2 separate regions of the Mus musculus genome follow, and region 1 is linked to region 2. Evidence: chromatin contacts called from public Hi-C data. All regions are on one chromosome and are shown on one strand. Each heading gives the region's core, a stretch centred on a gene start, on an enhancer-like site or on the middle of the called end of the contact. The rest is flanking DNA. Distances are from core to core; before and after follow the strand shown.

The links. A called contact is a pair of places that touch in the nucleus more often than the background predicts.
Region 1: a Hi-C map of cerebral cortex shows a contact between it and region 2, with 4 times the contacts expected there. The contact joins two enhancer-like sites. A contact is called at or near these places in 1 of 39 promoter capture datasets (liver), 8 of 484 Hi-C or Micro-C datasets (the Ba/F3 cell line, the HL-1 cell line, Sertoli cells and 5 more), 1 of 115 datasets of contacts at active chromatin or transcription factors (CD8 T cells) and 4 of 9 other capture datasets (adipose tissue, liver, macrophages and 1 more).

Annotation. Positions count from the first base shown.
Region 1 is chr6:134,387,416-134,391,667 of GRCm38.p6, forward strand. All of the region lies in intron 3 of 4933406J09Rik (RIKEN cDNA 4933406J09 gene), which reads right to left. Among named protein-coding and RNA genes, the nearest start is that of Bcl2l14, 6.8 kb to the right of the region's middle. Within about 2 kb of position 1,451, at least 19 of the 459 cell types and tissues checked have an H3K27ac peak or open chromatin away from gene starts, as enhancers often do. A contact at or near this core is called in cerebral cortex and cortical neurons, where this site is marked.
Region 2 is chr6:134,217,310-134,221,968 of GRCm38.p6, forward strand. The region is part of intron 2 of Etv6 (ets variant 6); the gene reads left to right. It overlaps Gm38908 (a long non-coding RNA gene), which reads right to left. Exons shown (of 3, transcript XR_869493.3): 2 at 2,891-3,101; 3 at 1-2,412. Among named protein-coding and RNA genes, the nearest start is that of Gm38908, 3.2 kb to the right of the region's middle. Within about 2 kb of position 2,167, at least 30 of the 459 cell types and tissues checked have an H3K27ac peak or open chromatin away from gene starts, as enhancers often do. A contact at or near this core is called in cerebral cortex and cortical neurons, where this site is marked.

The sequences.
Region 1 (4,252 bases), core at 201-2,700, 170 kb after region 2:
GTTACACTGTACGCGTAAATTGTTAAAAGAATATGAAGAGACGGCGCTCAGCCTTGGAGGCCCAGGAAGCTACTACATAGGCCATGGCTTTTAGCCAGCCAAGCAAGAGCGAGGAGGGCACTGTGGGGGAAGAGCAAGATGTGACTCAGCAATGGCGATGTGTGTGCAGGCAACCAACGACAATCCAAGCATGGATATGGCTGGAGCGAGAGACAAAAACTGGTTCTTGAAAGACAAGCAACGGTGTGTACATAATCCTGACTGTAGTGGGTGCCTGGGCTCTTGCAGCCAAGCCTGTCTCTCTGAGAGTGGCTCCCAGGGTGGTTTTGAACAAGAACCCACCTCCAGGATAAATTCTCCCTTGTGTTCTCCAGTACCCGCTGGAGTCTGGTACACTGGGTACCCACTCAAACTGCTGTGCAGAACTACGGTGAATAAACAGCCTTAGCCAGAGTCCCACGCATGCTTAACTGCATGCCCCCCATACCGGATTTATCCTGTCACAAATTACTAAAACCCCTGAGAGGTGGACCATTGACTGCTAAGCGAAGGTATGGATGTCAATAACTGCAATCCAGTGAAAAAGAGGTGATAAGTCAAGTGTGTCCAAAATACTTCTAGAGACAGAAAAGGCAGCAATTAATGGCGAGGAGTGGGAGGGAGGCAAGTCTCTCAGGAGGGAATATTTGAACTAGATCTTGAAAGTTAAACCTGGGTTCCCAGTGAGATTTCAGATATAATAAATGTGAGAAAGGGGGCTGGGGCTGGAGTTGGTGGGATGTTTGACAGGCACCCACAAACCCTTGGGCTTCATCCCCAACACGGCATAAACTGGACACGGCGGTGCACACCTGTGAGCCATGTGCACTCAGAAGATGCAGGTGGGAGGGTCAATAGTTTAAAGTTCAAGACAATAGGCAATAAGCAAACAACAAATGGAAGAGTGCACGGACAGTACGAGTTAGAACTGTAATTTTCAGCCCAGGCTCACCTAACGGCCTTGTTTGCTTGTGACACGGTCTTTCCCTATATCGTCCAGACCAGGCTTATATTTACCATCCTGCTGCCTCCAGCTCCCGAGGACCGGAATTTCAGGTGTACCCACTAAGGGAGCTTCTAAGGCTACCAATGCCCAGACTACACTCTGAAACCATTAAACCAGGCTCTCCGGGAAGCCAGAGTCAGCTCGTATTCATCCCACTGCAATGCTAAGTCCGGAGGCACTGGTCTAGAAAGAACGCTGTACAGTACTCTCGGAGGACAGGCACTCCGCAGTGATTTGCGATCCTTGAATGAACAACAACCCCCCCCCCCCGGAGAAAAAGCTCAGCGAAGCCGCTACCATCAGCTCTTTCTGGCTGCAGATTCTCCCCCACCAGCTCTCTGCCCTGCGATCATCAAAGTTTGGTCTCCAGGCCAGCGGCATCCGCAGCAGAAACTTCGGGAGTCGGGCCCAGCCACTAATGCGTACCCAGGGCTGGCAACCTCAGCAGTCATCACTGCTGGGCATCCGGGTGCAGTGGTCCCTGGCTTACAATCAAAGTGGCAGAGAGCCAACACTCACTTGTTTCTTGTGGTACCAAGAAAGGGCTCTGGGGATGGAAGCGTGGGGTTTGGGTTTTCTCCTCCTCAGAGCAAATTTGCTAAATAGACCAGGAGATTCAGGATGCGGAGAAGCACGGATGTGCCTACACAAGTTTCCTTCAGAGGGATGGATAAGACTAGGTGTTCCAGAGCTCTCCCCAAAAGGAACTACCGGACATGGCCTTGTCTAATCCCTCCTTCGAAACCTCCAGGCTGTCCTGGAAGGGGAAAAAAAATTCAATAAATGAAACAAGTTTAGAAGGAAAAGGCTTCCTAAGTAAAAGTGGAAATCGCCATTCTCCCAAAGATGTAAAGTAGAAACAGGGTCCACACAAGTGACCTGCCAACCCTGGAGCCCAAGTCCTGGAGGAGTGTGAGCCTAGAATGCCAGCGCTTTCTTGTGCCAGACTCCTGATTCTCTCCACTTATTAGAGGATTATCTGCTACACAACTAGATAGCTAAAGTTCTTTGGGAGTTTCCCACTTACATTCATCTCTACTATTCTGCACAGACGTTCAGGACCTGTGGAGTTTTTAAACACACACACACACACACACACACACACACACACACACAAACACACACACACAAACACACACACACACCTGCTTTTGGTAAATAAAAAAATCCTCAAGGACTAGAAAATTGGACTCGACAGCGTGTGTGTAGCGCCACCTGGTGGCCACAATTGAACGGCACCGTTTCCTTCCTTGTCCTGTGTTTATGAAAGGCTCCAGACAGGTACAGATAGATTCTTTCTCCCGTGTGGTCTGTCTCCTGCGAACTCAGCCACTTTGAGATGGCGACTGGAAAAAAAAATCTCCTTTTCACAAAGAAAAATCCTTGTCTTTTCACAAGCACAAAGCACAAATATATAAGCAAGCCATAGTGCTTTGTTCAAATCAACAAGTATTTAACATCTTCTGAATCCAAGGTTCTGTAACTGACAAATGGCAGCACGAAAGAACTTTCTGCGCTGTAAGACACGATGGATGGTGCCCCTTCCCTCACCATGAGTCCTCGGGTCCTTAGGGTGCCCTTGACTATCATTCTGGGTTCCATAGCCATGAAACACAGTGGTGGTGAGCAGCTGCCGTGCCTGCCAGGACACACTGTTGCTGACTGAGCAGTCTGGAAAGTGAGTTCTGTCCTTGATGTCCACCGTGACCTTGGGTGGGTGGCTTTCTGGACCTTGGTGTTGCGGGCTTATTAACAATCCTGCTCTACTGTCCTCATAAATCCCACGTTTTCAAAATGTGTCACCTGTCAATATTCATCTCTAAAGCAGGAACTTTGTGAGTTCTGCTTCACAACCAAATTTACAAATGTCAGACAAGTCAGAAAGGCCAGTATCCAACAAAAACAGTCCTTCCTGAATTAAGATGAAATCATAAGAGTGTCAGATGAAGGAAGATGAAGAGAAGCTTTCTCCAGCAAGACATCCCTATAAGAATGGCCAAACTTAAGCTGGCCATGGTAGCGCACGCCTTTAATCCCAGCACTCGGGAGGCAGAGGCAGGCGGATTTCTGAGTTCAAGGCCAGCCTGGTCTACAAAGTGAGTTCCAGGACAGCCAGGGCTACACAGAGAAACCCTGTCTAAAAAAAAAGAATGGCCAAACTTCTTTATGGGAGAGGAAGACAGAAAACCTTGGAAGATTATGAAGCAAGAAAATTGGTATGGGGGCGGGGGGAGCAAAACTGAGAGTGGGTGGAGTGGAGGCGCCTTCTCTGCTTGAATTCCTAAAATGTGTTTAATAGTTGAAGTGATCAAGCCAGCTCAGTCAGCCAACAGGGTCTCAAGGGAGGGAGGGAGGGTTGAAAAGAAAAAGACAACTAGACAACACTATAGCAGGACTCCAGCCAGGGCTGAGGCTGAAGGGGGGTTATTTTTTTTTCTAGTCTGCTTCTATATCATTCTAGGTACATACAAAGAAAATGGCCAGTCCTGAGGCATAAACAAAGTAGTCAGGGAACAAACAAGGCATAAACAAAGGTCCCAAGGTTACTGTATTCAGGGCTCTAACAAGACCCATCAAGATACAAAGGATTCCTTAGCTGTAGTCACCTTGAGTGGACTTTCGTGTCCCAGCCCAATGTCAAAGTCCTGCCAAATTCCTAGAAGCAGCCCCAAAAGCCCTCCACAATCAAGGAAAAGTTGATAACACTGCCTGATGCCATTTCCAATGTGTGTAAAGGAATTATTTAATAATTACGCTATAAACACAGGAAGCCCTCTATACATCACTATAAATGGGGAAAAGCTTTCTATACATCATTCAAACTGGCAAACAATGACACCATATGATGTGGTAAGAGATATATAGATATAGATACAGATATACGTATACATGATATAGATTAGATGAATGATATAAATAGAGACAGAAATAGGTAAATACAGATGCATGATATAGAGATGATATAAATTAGATAAATGATATAGATAGAGATATATAGAGATAGATATAAATAGATAAATTATAAATATATGATATAGACATTAATGATATAGATATGTATAAGACCTAGAACATACACTAAAAGCCATAAGGAGATAAATTCATAAACACAGATAAAGCTAGGTGGAAATCATGCAAGTAACCCAAGAGAGAAGAGAAAACACAAAATAGAGAACAAACAGGAAAGGATAGATATAAGCCAAGGAC
Region 2 (4,659 bases), core at 917-3,416:
ATGTTTTTCAGTCAGGCCAAATAGAGACAGAGAGGCTAAGTAACTTGCACAAGGTCACACAGGTAGAAAATACAAGTTCCACACTGGTGCTGAGAGCTACAACATCACCATGCAAGTTTTATTAAATTGTTAATGTACCTTTCTCTTCTACCAAAGTACGAAACGGTCGCATAGAGAGAGGCAGGTGTGTATAATAATTGTGAGCTTTGGTTGTATCAGATCAGACCACTTGGTTCCATTTTCTGACTATGTGACTTTATCCAGTCACTGAACTTCTCTGTGCTGCACTGCTCATTATTGTCTTAGGGGGTTAAGAGAATTATGGGGATGGCATATATACAGCGTCTCCTGACCTGCAGTAAGTGCTTGTGTTTGCTGCTATTATTAATCTATTTGAGAATTAGTATTGCAGATGTGGAATCCCTAAGTGGATGAAGGAGCCAACAGCACAAGCATTACCTCTTCCAGTTCTGTGGGCCGGAATGATCTCACCTGTTAGAGCAAGAGCCATAGTCATCATTGTGATTTGGTTTGATTTAAGTGTTCACTGCCTGTCCGCCTCATTGCCCTGGCAGGGGAAAACTTGAGTCATGCTCCTGTGTTGTCAGATAGTACAGATAGTACGGGACAGAGATGCGGAGAGATCTGCAAACTGTAGATACGGGCTGCTTGTTTTAAGGCAGGATAGCCAAGCAATCAAGGAACTAGTCACTAGACATGACTGGGTCAAGGGTCATAAAGTTGCTGTCATTGAGTCAGGAGATGAGGTCACATGGATCTCTGGTGTAGGTTGACCAGGCGTGGTATGGCTTAGCTTTTCCAGGCCTTGGTTTCCTAATAAGTTATGGGGACCAGGGTTGAATCAGAGCATTGCTGTGGCGTCTGCCTCTCACATTCTGGACTCTGCCTTCCAGTGCATGGGGTCCAGAGCAAGTTCTTGTAAATATGAAGAGTTTAACATGGAAGGATATTTTCACCAATGGCTAAAGTGTTGAGAAGCCTTGAGTTGGGAGTTAGGGTTTGGCTCAGTAATAGAACACTTGAATTTGTATGAGTTCCAGTGCAAACACCACACACACACACACACACACACACACACACACACACGCACAAATTAAAGGAACTTGAGCATAATAATGCTCAAACAATGTCTACCAACTCAGATCATTCAATTTCAATTAAACTGAAATGAGAACCCAGCCAACTGCAGGGCTCCTGTGAGTTAGGAGACACACAAAAAGCAGTTAAGGGCTTTTTTAAAGGGGCAAGCTGTTAGGTTTAGCATTGCCATGGCTGGCTGACAACTTTGCAAAGAATTAGAACATAACACTAATCTCCCTTCCATGACTCAGAAGAGCCTTCGAAAAGCTACAGAATCTTAAGATCTTGATCACGAGTGTGGAGTAGTTTTATAGCAAAAGAAATAGCATCCTGGCTGTCTGTATTGTTTGGTAGTTGAGGTTCAAATTCAGTAGTGCGTGCTGGCTATGTTAAGCCATGCAGGAACTTGTTGATCACATACTCTTCAGCCCCATATTTTACAGATGGAGCCATTGAGCAACAGAGAAATGAAGTGGGTTGCCTAGAATCCCACGCTCATTAGCAGCTTATGTAGGAAGGAAATCCCGGCCCCTGACTCCTGGTCAGCTTTCTCATTAGTTTATGCATAACTCAGAAAGTTGGGCATGAGGTTAGGATGACCTGATGAATGTGGTGGCCAATTTGAACGTGGAATTGAAGAAATTATGAGAATTTAAGAGTCTGGATGTATCACTGAAGGTTATGTGTGAGCCCATGAACTTGATCTCGCCTCTGAGGAAAGAAGGGAGTGGGGGTCTTAGTGATTTTCTCATTCATAGCAATTCAGTTCCTCCATACAAAATTCTCACCGTGATGAACGCTGGTCATAGTTAAATGGTTCTCATGACACATTGGCACACAGAGGCTAATAATATCATAAGGAGCTCTCTCTGTCTCCCTCCCATCTCCCCCTCTCTCCCTTCCTCTCTTCCCATCCTTCTCTTCTTCCTAATCATTAACATATATATTCTTTCTTTGTTGAGTCAAATTGCCAGAACTGACAACGAAACAAATCCTACACATCCCTCCCCTCTCAGCAGCCTTGGACCCACCCACAGCTGGGAGTTGGGCAGAGAGTCAAGAGCAAGTGTCGCTGAGCAGCCTGTGAAAGCAGCGCTTTCTTCCCAGACACATGCAAAGTATCGTTCCACCTGCCCCTCCCTCCTCTTCCTAGCCATAAATCTGTCTCCCTGAGATCTGCAGATTTTTTTTCCTATCTTCAATCTGCTGATAACTTGCCTGGGCCAAGGATCTCAGTGTTGGGTGGGAAGGAGTTGGTTTCCTCCGTCTTTTTGAAAGCCAGTCTTAATTCTGAGTGTGGATGGAAAGTGCCTGGGTAAGAAAACAGAATCTGGCATCGGATTGCCTGGATTCAGATCTCAGCTCTACTTGTTGCTCTCACCGTACAAGTGTGGGGTACTTCCCTGGGACGCATCAGGTCTCCTCCATCTTCTAACGTGCACTTCCATCTCAAATGTTATACGAGCATGCAGTTAAATGAACTGATGCTTCTGAAATGCTCTGAACAGCACTAAGTGCAGAGAAGTGCTTCATAAATGACTGTTTAGTCAATTAAATTATCTCCATCACCTCAGCGTTACCTCCAGGTACCTGCTCTGTTCCATTCCTCAACATAGGGGCTTTAGGGCCCTTGAAGGAAGTAGGCTCTTTTTTTCTCAGTTAGAATTCCAAAGCATATGCTATGTCCCAGCCCTTTTACACCGTTGAATTAAAAAAGAAATAGCTGAGGGATTTGACATGCAGCACCCGCAATGTAGCCAGCCTCTCTCTGGCTCAGTGAGCTGCCCACCTTCTCCATAGGCTAATGGAAGTGCAGTCAAGCTGATCGATTTACTGAGTGTCCTGGAGCAGGTAGCTTGCAGCGTCAGGGTCACTGTTGGTTAGCTGCCAAGTGCTCTCTGTAACCTGCCGCCCAGCTGTACACGTGCCGGGAGCCTCCTTGTGGGCTCCTGGTAAGGGGGTTTCCACGGTGCTGTGGCCTTGGTTGCTTCAAGGCTGAGCTGTGGGAGAGATTAATGGGAAGTGAGAAGAGAAACTGTTATTCTTACCCAGCAGTGTTGTTGGGAGTGTGTGACTCTTCTTGTATTTAGGGAAAAGATTACTCATGACGGTTTTCTTCCATCGAACATAAAGAACCTCAAATTACTGTTTGTGTCCCCCGCCCCCTTGTCACCCACCTCTCTGCTTTAGTTTGTCCTCGGTAGAAACGTCAGCATTTAACTTTCTAACTTTCGTTTCCCCTCTTAGGCAGGCTTCAGTTCTGTATTTACTTTGACACCTCAGCAAGCTGGCCCCATCCACTTACTTCCCTGCGTTACCCAGAAGCTCTCTGCTCAAGCCCTCTGGCCACTAGGTGCTTTCCTGTGGCCAGCCGGATTGGAACCTCTACCCATCCTTGATAGAATCATCCTCCCACTTACCCAGTAACATCTTAAATCACAATTTGGTATGCTGTTCTTGTCCAAGTGGACACTGTTGAGAGTAGGAAATAGCCGAAGGTCTTCCCAGGATAGCCTGCCACCATTCACACTCCACTAGGAACAGGCAGGCACTTTCTGTGTCCATAAACCATTTTGAATGGGCATTGCCAGTAACAACCCAAACATAGAACCTCAAATCCTTTAGTGGTCCAGTTCCCTTCTAAAGGTTATAAAGTGGTCACATACTACAGTCACTTGTTTGATTATGTATGAAAAAGACATTGCCATTAGATGTAAAACAGGAAAACACACTCAAATGCTTAGGGTTTGAATTGGCTTGGTTGGTTTTGGTTTCATGGAAGTGAGGTTGAACTTGGGACCTCACGTATGCTACCACTGAGCAATATCATCAGGCCTCATTTGACTTGAGATGGCATCTCACTAGGTTGCCAGGCTGGCCTGGAACTCACTACGTAGCCCAGGAGGCCCATGCATTACCTTGCATTATTGTCGAAGTAGCTGTGTTATCTACCTGGCCCAGCCAATTAACTGGCTGTGAGGAATCTTCCTTGGACTTAGAAGAAACTGACTTCGGCTCTTCAAAACCGTTTTCTGCACTAGAGCCTGTTAGAAGGCTCTGCAATCATGTTCACAGCCTGGCGTGGTCTCCCTGGGATCTGAGCCAATCGTTTCCCCCCTCTCAGCAGCCTATCCTGGTGATCATATAGTTCAAAAAGCAGTTTCTTCCAGAATTGAGCTGAAGAGCACATTTGAAAGACATGTACCACATATCCTCCAAAGTTCAAGTAGTTCACCTGCAGAGACTGAAGCCCCAGTGTGCAAACACTGGTCTCACGGAGCTCTCTCTCTGAACTCTTGATTCTGTGACTTCCGAGGATAAAACCTGACAGACTCCCTGTCAGGATTCAAGTTGTAAATAATCATCAAAGACTGCCCTCCTCCCAAAGAGCTTTTGCTCATAGCTACGTGCAACAACTTATAACAATACTGAGCATACTATAAAGGACTTTTAAAAGTATTTGCTAACTTATTGACAAACCAGCCAAGCATATATTAATATATTATCTAAAGTATATTTTTCAAAAGACATGTGCAAACAACAGTTCTATATGCTTCT